Regions from separate parts of the Mus musculus genome. Here regions 1 and 3 are each linked to region 2. A link is a contact called in public Hi-C and HiChIP or PLAC-seq data. All regions are on one chromosome and are shown on one strand. The core of a region is the stretch at or near the end of the contact, and the rest is flanking DNA. Distances in the headings are between cores, read along the strand shown.

What was found. A called contact is a pair of places that touch in the nucleus more often than the background predicts. HiChIP or PLAC-seq counts read pairs in DNA pulled down with a chosen protein or histone mark.
Region 1: a contact with region 2 is called in a Hi-C map of olfactory sensory neurons, with 3 times the contacts expected there. The contact joins the enhancer-like site here to the promoter of 4930471G24Rik in region 2. A contact is called at or near these places in 2 of 484 Hi-C or Micro-C datasets (olfactory sensory neurons and uterus) and 1 of 115 datasets of contacts at active chromatin or transcription factors (embryonic basal ganglia).
Region 3: a contact with region 2 is called in an H3K4me3 HiChIP or PLAC-seq map of embryonic basal ganglia, with 4 times the contacts expected there. The contact joins the promoter of 4931429P17Rik here to the promoter of 4930471G24Rik in region 2. A contact is called at or near these places in 7 of 39 promoter capture datasets (the 3T3-L1 cell line, cranial neural crest, embryonic stem cells and 3 more), 26 of 484 Hi-C or Micro-C datasets (adipose-derived mesenchymal stem cells, differentiating embryonic stem cells, embryonic fibroblasts and 11 more) and 1 of 115 datasets of contacts at active chromatin or transcription factors (embryonic basal ganglia).

What each region holds. Positions count from the first base shown.
Region 1 is chr13:48,073,046-48,076,168 of GRCm38.p6, forward strand. All of the region lies in intron 1 of A330033J07Rik (RIKEN cDNA A330033J07 gene), which reads right to left. Among named protein-coding and RNA genes, the nearest start is that of Gm36346, 37 kb to the right of the region's middle. Within about 2 kb of position 1,781, at least 23 of the 459 cell types and tissues checked have an H3K27ac peak or open chromatin away from gene starts, as enhancers often do. A contact at or near this core is called in olfactory sensory neurons, where this site is marked.
Region 2 is chr13:47,666,086-47,669,165 of GRCm38.p6, forward strand. 4930471G24Rik (RIKEN cDNA 4930471G24 gene) reads left to right here and starts at 1,465. Exons shown (of 2, transcript NR_153835.1): 1 at 1,465-1,903; 2 at 2,055-2,308.
Region 3 is chr13:48,016,955-48,020,192 of GRCm38.p6, forward strand. It overlaps 4931429P17Rik (RIKEN cDNA 4931429P17 gene), which reads right to left and starts at 1,654. Exons shown (of 8, transcript NR_038004.1): 1 at 1,478-1,654; 2 at 917-1,026.

The DNA of each region.
Region 1 (3,123 bases), core at 531-3,030, 410 kb after region 2:
AAGAAACAATCAAAAACATTAAAACATCCAGTTGTTCTACTTGTGGGCGTCCACTCAGAAGACTCTGCATCCCACTGCAGAGACAGTCTCACAGCCATGTTGGGTGTTGCCCTTTTCACTATAACAAAGAAATGGAGTCACCCTACGTATCTTTTGGCAGAAAAAAAAATGGATAGTAAGAACAGGGTTACTTACACAATGGATTGTTATTCTGCTGTAAAGAGAAATAAAATTTCCAATAAAATGGATGGAATTGGAAACACCAAGGAAAGTAACATGGGTTCAGGAAAGCAGACGCCACACCTACTTTATGACACACAGATCCTGGCCTCCAGCTGTTAAACACAGGTATCCAAGAAGACGAAAGATGGGGAAAGGCCAGGAAAATAGAAAGGGGCCCATATGAACAGAAAATAGAAGGCTTTAAGGAGAGCTTAGAGAGAGGGAAGCAGACCATAGGAGAAATGAAAATGGAAGAGAAAGGACGTGCCAATGAGAAATCAATTGGAACGTAATGTGTTTGAAAATGCAACAGAGAAAGCTATTGATTTATAAACTCATTTTTATAAAATAAAATGTAAGTAACTTCATGTTAGCCAATCTGTCTCTTTCTATTGTTCTGTCCCTTTGTTCCCATACTATAAAAGCCAAACACCATTACGTGGAATAAAATTCCAATTTCTTTTCTAAATTCTAAAACCCACAAATAAAAGGCAACTGGCTCTTTCAGTAACCTTGCTGAGCTGCGATCTTTAACACACGTAAGACACTCAATGCAAATAGTGTATGTAAGCTCAAATGTATTTTCTTGCAGCTTCCTGTGTGAAATCACAGGATGAGTGGCCAGCTACATTTCAAGACTGGAAACTTCTTAGTTCCTGGAAAGTTAAATGGTCCAAGATGGCTCTTGCTGATCCAAATGAATGAGACACAATAGGCTTGGGACTATTGATTTGTAAACTAATTTTAAAATAAAATGTAAGTAACTTGATGTTAGCCAATCTGCCTTTTTCTATTATTCTGTTATATTGTTCAATCTGGAGATGGGCAAAACCACATGTCTTAGTTTGGGTTTTATTGCTGTGATGAGACACCATGGCCAAAGAAATTCTCCTAAAGGCAAACATTTAATTGGGGCTGGCTTACAATTTTAGAGGTTTAGTCCATCATCATCATAGCAGGAAGCATGGTAGTATCCAGGCAGGTGTGGTACAAGGGGAACCGAGAGTTCTACATCTTGATTTGAAGGCTGGTAGTACAAGATTGGTTTCCAGGCAAGTAGGATGAGGGTCTAAAGCCCACTCCCACAGTGGCACACCTATTCCAACAAGACCACACCTACTAATAGTGCCACTCCCTCAGCCAAGCATATTCAAACCAACACATCACCGACAGTAGAGCGGAGGATACCTCAGGGATACCAGGAAAGAACTCAAAGGCTGTGTGCTCCTCTACTGACACAGTCTAGGTGGAAAGTTCCAGTACACTAGATATACCCAGAGGTGGCATGCACTCAAACAGGGATGCACAGAGATATGCTCTAAAAGCCATAACAGGGAACCCAGAAAGAACCCCAGGAGACGCCAGCTCTAAATAAAACTGAAGAATGCTATCCATTCCCAAGTTCTTGCATTGGAGAGGAATAGCCACAGTTTTTAAGCCCAGGAAAAGATGAAGGAGGCATGAGAAGATCTAAGGTTGAACTTCAACACTGATGCCTAAGAATGAGTCAGATGAGATGGATTCATACAGAGAGGAACACTGGCTGACTTAGCTGAAAAGCAGCTTGGATGACTCACTCTCCAGCAACACCCCTCCCCTCCCCCTCTCCTCTCCCTGTCATCTCTGTCTCTCTCTCTCTCTCTCTTCCCCTCCCTATCCCTATCCCCCTCCCCTCCCAGTCTCTCTGTCTCTGTCTCTCTTTCTCTGTCTCTCTTTCTCTCTCTCTTCCCCTCCCCTCCTTCTCCCTCTCCCCTCTTCCTCTTCCTTCCCTCCCTATCTCCCCTCTAGTTTTTCTTTCCTTCTTCTTCTCCCCATCCTCTCCCTCTCTTCCCCATTCCCCTTTTCCTTTCCACAGAAAGGAGAGTATAGTCTACTATAATATACTATAATAATTAGTATTACAGTGTATACTATATAGTAAATATAGTATAATAGTTAATGACCATTATCTTTATCTTGTTAATAATGATTGGCACTCAAAGATGTCTTACAGCTAATGTGCTTCAACCTCAAAATCACAAAAAATAAAAAAAAAATAAAAAATAAAGAGGAAAACAAAGCTTAATGAGAAGACAAACAGAAAAACCACCAAGGACATCCCCCCTCCAGAGACAACAAGGACATCCCCCCTCCAGAGACACCAAGTACAACTCCCCCCTCCAGGGACACCAAGTACACGCCCCTCTTCAGCAACACCTTTTGATCTACAATCAGACTCATGACTCCAAGAGAACTCCAGGGAATGAGTTTACATAGTCAAAACCCAGAAAAGGAACTGAAGCCAAGTTTCCTCCACAGCGGAGAAGATGCTGCCTGGTGTCTACAGAGACTGGCAGAGCGCATGCAACTTTTACTTTGCCACGCTCACTGTCTGCCTCTGCTCTCTGCAAGAAGGAAGGAGATTTATCCGTAACAGATTCCAGGAATGTGTTTATCACTGTTACCATCCATTAAGTTAAGCTTTCTTTATCTCTGCAGAATAAAACAACATTTTTAAACAGTATTTGTTTTATTTTTATGTCTCTGGGTCCCGTGAGTTCTGGATGGAGGGAAGGAGAGAGGTGGGGGCAATGGGAAGGGAAGGGAGTCTGTCAAACTACGGTTTTGAAAAAGGAATCAGGCATTAGTGGCCCATACCTGTAGCCCCACCACTTGGGAAGTTCTCACAGTCAAGGTCACCTTCAAATGATTAGCATGTCTGAGACCAGACTAAGAAAGCATACACATGCACAAATGTACCCTCGCACACATTAAGTAGGGAAAAACAGGAAGGAAGGAAAAGAAGAAAAGAGTATTCTTTTAGTGACACAATAGCAGTATTTCTAACCTACAGTATACTAAGGGCAAGAATATATATTTAGACTCTTGGGGTACAAGAGAAGATTGGTATAGAGTGATACA
Region 2 (3,080 bases), core at 215-2,714:
TACGCGGCATAGAAAGCTGAATGTCAAATACTCAGCTTTGTCTCAGATCAGCCTGGCTCTCAGAATCCTTTTTTCCTTCTATGGCTCCAGGTTAGAGTTGACCCAAAGCAGCATTTGCACCGTTCGGAAAGTAGAACCAAGACACCGTAAACACAGGTGAGTTCAGTCATGATTAGATGCTACCAGAGAGAGGCAGACAGAGAGGAGACAGGCTGTTTCACCTTCTCAGTCCTTGCCGTGTGTCTACCTCTTTCTTGGGCACCCTGTGTTCTTGCTAACCTGCGCTAACTCAGCTTGCTAACCTGCGCTAACTCAGCTTGATCACCAGAGGCAGAGGCAAGATTCTCCTGCTGACTGCACCAGCTCGTCCTGACACTCACCTCAGGCTGGGTGCGCCTGACCTCATTCCCCCGAGTTCTCCTGCAAGCTCCCACTTGTTCATTTGTGCCCCTCCCCGAGGGCTGATGGGGACAGACTTGTCTGGGCCCCTAGCCCTTCCTCAGCCTCTCACTCCCCAACTTCTTGGGTGTGGCCCTGCTTCTATAAATAATATAGGCTGCACTCTATTCTTAGTGGCCTAGCTGTCCTGAAGGACCTCTGACACACAAATGCATTCTGAAACAGCAAATGGAACAGGAAAGAGAAAGTATGAGAGGGAAAGAGTGATGCTATAAATAACACACACAGGGAGTTCACACCTAGCAAGAGGCTTGGCAACACAGAGCTGAGGGGGTTAGGGAGACAATTCTAAAATCCATCCTAAAGTATATGAAGACCATTCAAAGAATAATCAGTATTATGAAAGATTTGGCTCCAGCAACACTTATAACTACACACATCTTAAAATGCTACCTAAACATAATAATCACAGAAAATGCTGTGTGAGTTTTCTTTAGAGCCTTCGCTTATAAGTTGCGTTTTCTAAAACCTTATGGTATCTTGCTGAGGGAAAAAAAGAAAACCAAGGCCGAGCTCTTTCAAAGGAAAAGGAGCTCGGTAGGTATGAAGCTGCAGGAACCAAATGCACATTGCTCTGCTGACTGCTGGAGCTCAGCCATTTACTTTCCTGAACACAGGGCTCCCCTCCAGCTCTGCCTTGCCTTTGCAAGAGCTGCTATGGAAAATAAATACCAGGAGTGTAAGCAAAGCAAGGGAAGGAGGTGGCCCCCAAGAAGCAGAGAGATGATGATGATGATGATGATGATGATGATGATAAAAGAAGCTCCCCCGCTGGGACTAATAGAGTCCCTCTTCTCCTTGGTTTTAGACGGGATCTGCACTCAGCTATGCCCTCCAGAGAGATGAAATCCTCTAACCAAACAATGCGCTGACAGGGGACCCTCTGCTCCTGTGTTTTTCTGCCCTGGCTCCAAGGAGTTGGTTTCCTGGCAACCTGCCATGGTGCCGTCATTGCTCCGAAGCATCAATTGGCCTCTAGGGGGAGCCCATCGGCCGTCAACCTCTGAGGATCTCCTCCTCCGGGCTGGCAGGCTGGTCCTTGCAGAGCTCAGGTTGGGCAGCAGCCAGAATAAGGTTATGGCAAGGCATAGGTATTTGATAAATTGGTGTTTTGTGCCTCCTGCACTGTGGGCAACTTCCTGACGGACAACTGCTGACTTTCTAGACTTTGAAGCTAAAAGATATGTAGGAGACAGAGGTCTCGTGGTTTTGGCTAATAAAAGTCTTCCCTAGCTAACTGATCACAGATCAGTAAGCGTCCGGCTTTGCTGTGAAAATGTCTCCCTCACTTCTGGTTTGTCTCACCAATAACTGATTAGTCATTAGTTGAACTGTCTAATGACTTAAAACAATCTAACAACGCAAGATGTTCTCCATTGTGCATACCTATATTCTGCCTCTAAAGACTTCCTGAAGAAAGAAGTCATGCAAACCAGAAAGCAAGGTGAGCAGGCATTTTCATTTTAACGAGAAAGCCTGGCTGTGACCTGCGCACATGCAGGGCTGCCCGCCGAAAGAGGAATTTGTTCTTCTGTGGGTACTACGTCCTGGCACTCCATTCCCCAGATATCTGTTTTTTTCAACCCTCTCTCTAGGTGTGTACACCTTGCAACTTAAATTGGGTCAGAGAGCAGACCCCAAGGGTGGAAGGAAGAAAACATCTGCCTTTCTCACAGGAGAACTCCAGCCGCAGTGACTGGTACCAGGCCAGGCCAATTGTCAAGGTCAGCGCTGGGAAGAAGCTGTTTACTTTGGTCTTCTCCCTGGCTTCTTGGTTTGGTTCTTAAGCATTCATTTCCTATTTTGAAGTTGAGATGATGGGTTGAGGTAAATAAACTGAAAAGCCACAGTCAAAAGTCTACTATGGAATTTTTTTTAAGCATTTAGTTCTACCAGAAGTAGAGGAAGGGACTAGCTATACCAGGGAAATTCTGCAATGGTTTCTTAAATGGTAACTCTGCTTATATGTTTATTTCCCCCATTATTCTATACAGCTTCAAGCTAGGACAGAACAGGTTGTCTATGCTGTCTTCTTGTTTCAGAATCCTATTGTACACAGTGGTATATTGCTTCCATGGAGTGAAAGTCTAACCTCCCACCTCTGAGAAGTGTATATACCAGGCTGCTTGCCTTCAGTTTGAAATTGAAGGGTACAGGCATTCACATTTTCTCGAAAATAAAGTCTCTTAAATGCTTGCTTTTCCCATTCCTTTTATGATCACTTGCACGTGGGAACGGAAGAAATTTATCTCAGTTATGTTGCCATCAGGAACTCAGAGGATCTTCCAGTTCTTTGAAAACCAGCCAAGGACTACATGTATTCGAAAGTGACTGCAAATATTACAAACAGCAAGAGGGAGGTAACAAAGATGGCGGATTTCTGTAATGGTGTCCATATCCATCACTGTTCTAAAATGTAGTGAATGTAGCCCATGAGGTGCCCAGCTCTGATAATATAACTACAACACAACTCCTGCACGTAAGGCTCAGGGAACATCACAGAAGAGGGTGTGGAAAGATTGTAAGAGCCAGAGGCCTAGGATACTGCGGCAAGATAGTGTCTTCTATATGCAATAGGAAAACTGCACCCATGAAATCATTGTCTAAGCATGTCCTGCATA
Region 3 (3,238 bases), core at 404-2,903, 350 kb after region 2:
TGGAACACTTTAAGAATTATGGTACCTTCCCCGAATATAGAAATGTACTCCATACATTTGTCTCAGGAATTTTTAAAATTATGACCTTGAGACTAGGAAGATGGTTCAGTGGGGAGAGGCTTGCCACTCAGCACGAGATCCTATATACAGATCCCCATAACACAAATAAGACCAGAGGCTGCTGTGTGACCAATTCCTGTGTTCCCAGTTAGAGGTGGGAGGTAGAGACAGGAGAATTTTTTGACGCGTGTGTATTGGCTCACCTGGTGTACACAGCACCAAAAAAAAAAAAAAAAAAAAAAAAAAAAAAAAAAAAAAAAAGACAACCCTGTCTCCAACAGGGTGGAAGGTAAGAACTAACACACAAGATTGACATGTTCACACCCACACATGCACACCCACAAAGATCAAGAGAGAAAATCAAATATAACTTTGCAAGGTCAGGCTATCAATATATGTGTATATCATTGTAAATATGAACAATGTTAATAAGCATAAATGTGCAGATGTAAATATAAACAATATAAGTATGAACAGGAACACAAACGTATAGGAATACAAATGCAATCATAAATAGTGAGTTCCTAGCTGTGCAGAACAGATTTCACTCCCCGTTCTACACCTATAGGGTAGCCCGCAGGTGATCAGAGAAGCTCCTCACAGCACAGGCAGCTAAGGCAGACCTGCCTGGCACTCAGGGCCAAACCCAGCATGCTTCTACTTGCCACGGGGATGAGCATTGGCTGCCCTGCCGGGTGCCCTGAAACTAACTCCCTCTGCTTTGCTTTGCCATGGCCCCAGGCTGTGCCCACACCTCTCGGAGCCCAGCTGCAGGCCTTCTGAAAGCACCCAGAGGCCCTTAGTGTTACCTGGCAACGGGCGCACCTGTGAGCTAGGTCAGCCAGGCGATGCTAACCTGTGTGTTGGGGCTTGTGGTTCCCAGGTGCCCTCCCAGGCTCGCTCATTACTGCTCACTCTTTTGGCCCAGAGAGGAGAACAGAGGTGATTGTTTTCTCTCCATGTTTCCTAGAAACAACAGACGCACTGATTAGTTATCCACTGAGAGTCCCCAAAGGCCAAGGTGCACAGAGTAGCATTAACCTGTGCGTGCACCGCTTAAGGAAATACTTTAAGTTTGCTTTGAAGAGGCCTCTGATAGCACCCAGACACAGAACTTACGGAACCCAAATAGCTCTAAATAGTTCAGAGGGAACAATAACAGATTAGTTTAAGGAGAAATAAAATGCGGGCTGGAGAGATGGCTCCGCAGTTAAGCTTGTATACTGCTCTTGCAGAGGACCCAAGTTTAGGGTCTGCTACCTCTGCTGAGAGGCTCACAATCCCCTCTTACTCCGGTACCAGAGAATCCTATGCCCTCTGCTAGCTTACGTACATGTATATGCGCACGTATGTGCACACACACACACCTTAAGAAAATACAGTCTTTTAAAAGTGGAAAAATATACAATAAACATACTTCATTCTCTCTCCAACCCCAACCTCTGTTCTTCCCCCGTTCCTCGTCCCCATCCGTGCTTTCTAGAATCCCAGAAGCGCGGCCAGATGACCTTGGGTCTGGGGTCTGAGCGAATCATTGATTAGCACTGGGTTTTGATGGCCTGCAGCCCTCTATGTAATCAGAATCCATGTTTCTAGCTGCCAGCCCACCTGTGACATCACTTCCTGCCTGCAGCCCTTCCTCCTCTCAGACACCATCTTATGGAAGCAGATGAACTCTGGGAACCCTGCAGGAAAAGACTGCCGCCGGTATCTGAGCTAGGAGAGACCAGCTGGAGAGCTGGCTAGGCAGTTAAGAGCTCTCTGCTCATGCAGGGAACCTGGGTTTGGTTCCCAGTGCCTATAGCAGGAGACTGATAATCGCTTGGAATTCAGATCCCAGGGCATCTGAGGCCACTTCTGACCTCTGAGAGTCCCTGCACACAAGCAATGCAAATGCAGACAAGTAAGCTCGTGCACAAACATGTACATAAACATAAATCAACTTTGTGTAAAAAGATCCAAACACTAGTAGCTTCTATTCTGGTCACGTGAATTTCTTATATTTGGGGCCCTTGGTCAAGCCTTTGGTTGTGACACTTTGCCCCCAGGCGGGTCTGCTCTGCAGTAACTTTATTCTTACCTTCAGGTTGAGCCTTCCAGGGCTCTCAGCTGTGAGAACTACCCCTTAGCTACACCCAGAGCTTAGTAACCAGGGTTCAAGGTGACAGAAAGTCCTCCAACTTTTCTTACGTTCCTTCTAACAAACTCTGATGGGTCCTTCTAGTTGAGAAATCTGGTAGGTTGCTACTGCTGATTTCTCTAGCGTGTTACTTTCATTTTTAAACTTAAGCACGGAATGCCAAGCAAGCTGTTTTTTAAGCCATCAAAATCTTTTCCTTTAGGGGTCTTTTATAATTTGTTTTTGTTTCCCAACACAGATTTATAAACCCGTTTCTCTCTCACAAATCTCACTTACGGGGGTGTTGGAGGGCGGGGATTTCCAGCTCTCAATCTTTTTTTTTTTTTTTCCTTTTGCTGGTAGGGTTGATTAGATTTTGTCTTTCCTTGTTTGAATAAGAAACATTTACATCTTTTACTTGATCTATCCATGGAGGTGTTAGCGGTGCCCAGAGTGAATGTGTGGCACAGCAAATTTCCTGCTGGAGTCGGGAAGAGTTAGCACAAGACTAGGGGGAAACAAAATACAAACAGTGGAAAGCGATTACCACTCCCAACGAGTTCTAAGGCAGCTCAGTGTGAAACCAACCAGAAAATGATCAGCCTACAACCATAACTAGAAGGCACTAAAAAAGACAAAAGCTATCCAGCATCGTGAAAAAAAAAATCCATAAATAAAATGCACCCCAAAAGCATTTGCTGGTAAAAGTATTTAGTGGAGCAATAAAAGAGAGTATTTGGTGTCTTTAGATTAAGTGGGTTTTTTTTTTTATGGAATCTGTACAATTAAACACTATATAAGAGCTGGAGTCTGTGTCTACACCTAATTGAACACAGAATCAGAGAGATGCAGACTCTAAAGGGGCCGTGTACCTTCACTTTATAGACTCAAGGTTAGTTGAGCCATCTTGTTAAGTAAAAGATAGGTTTACTAAAAGCAAGATCATGGAGGGTTTTTTTTTTAACATATATACACACACTCATAGAAAGAGACAGATACATAGCATGAAAAGAATTTTTCTTTCTTAATCCCACTTTGAAATATAAGCAACATAGGGTT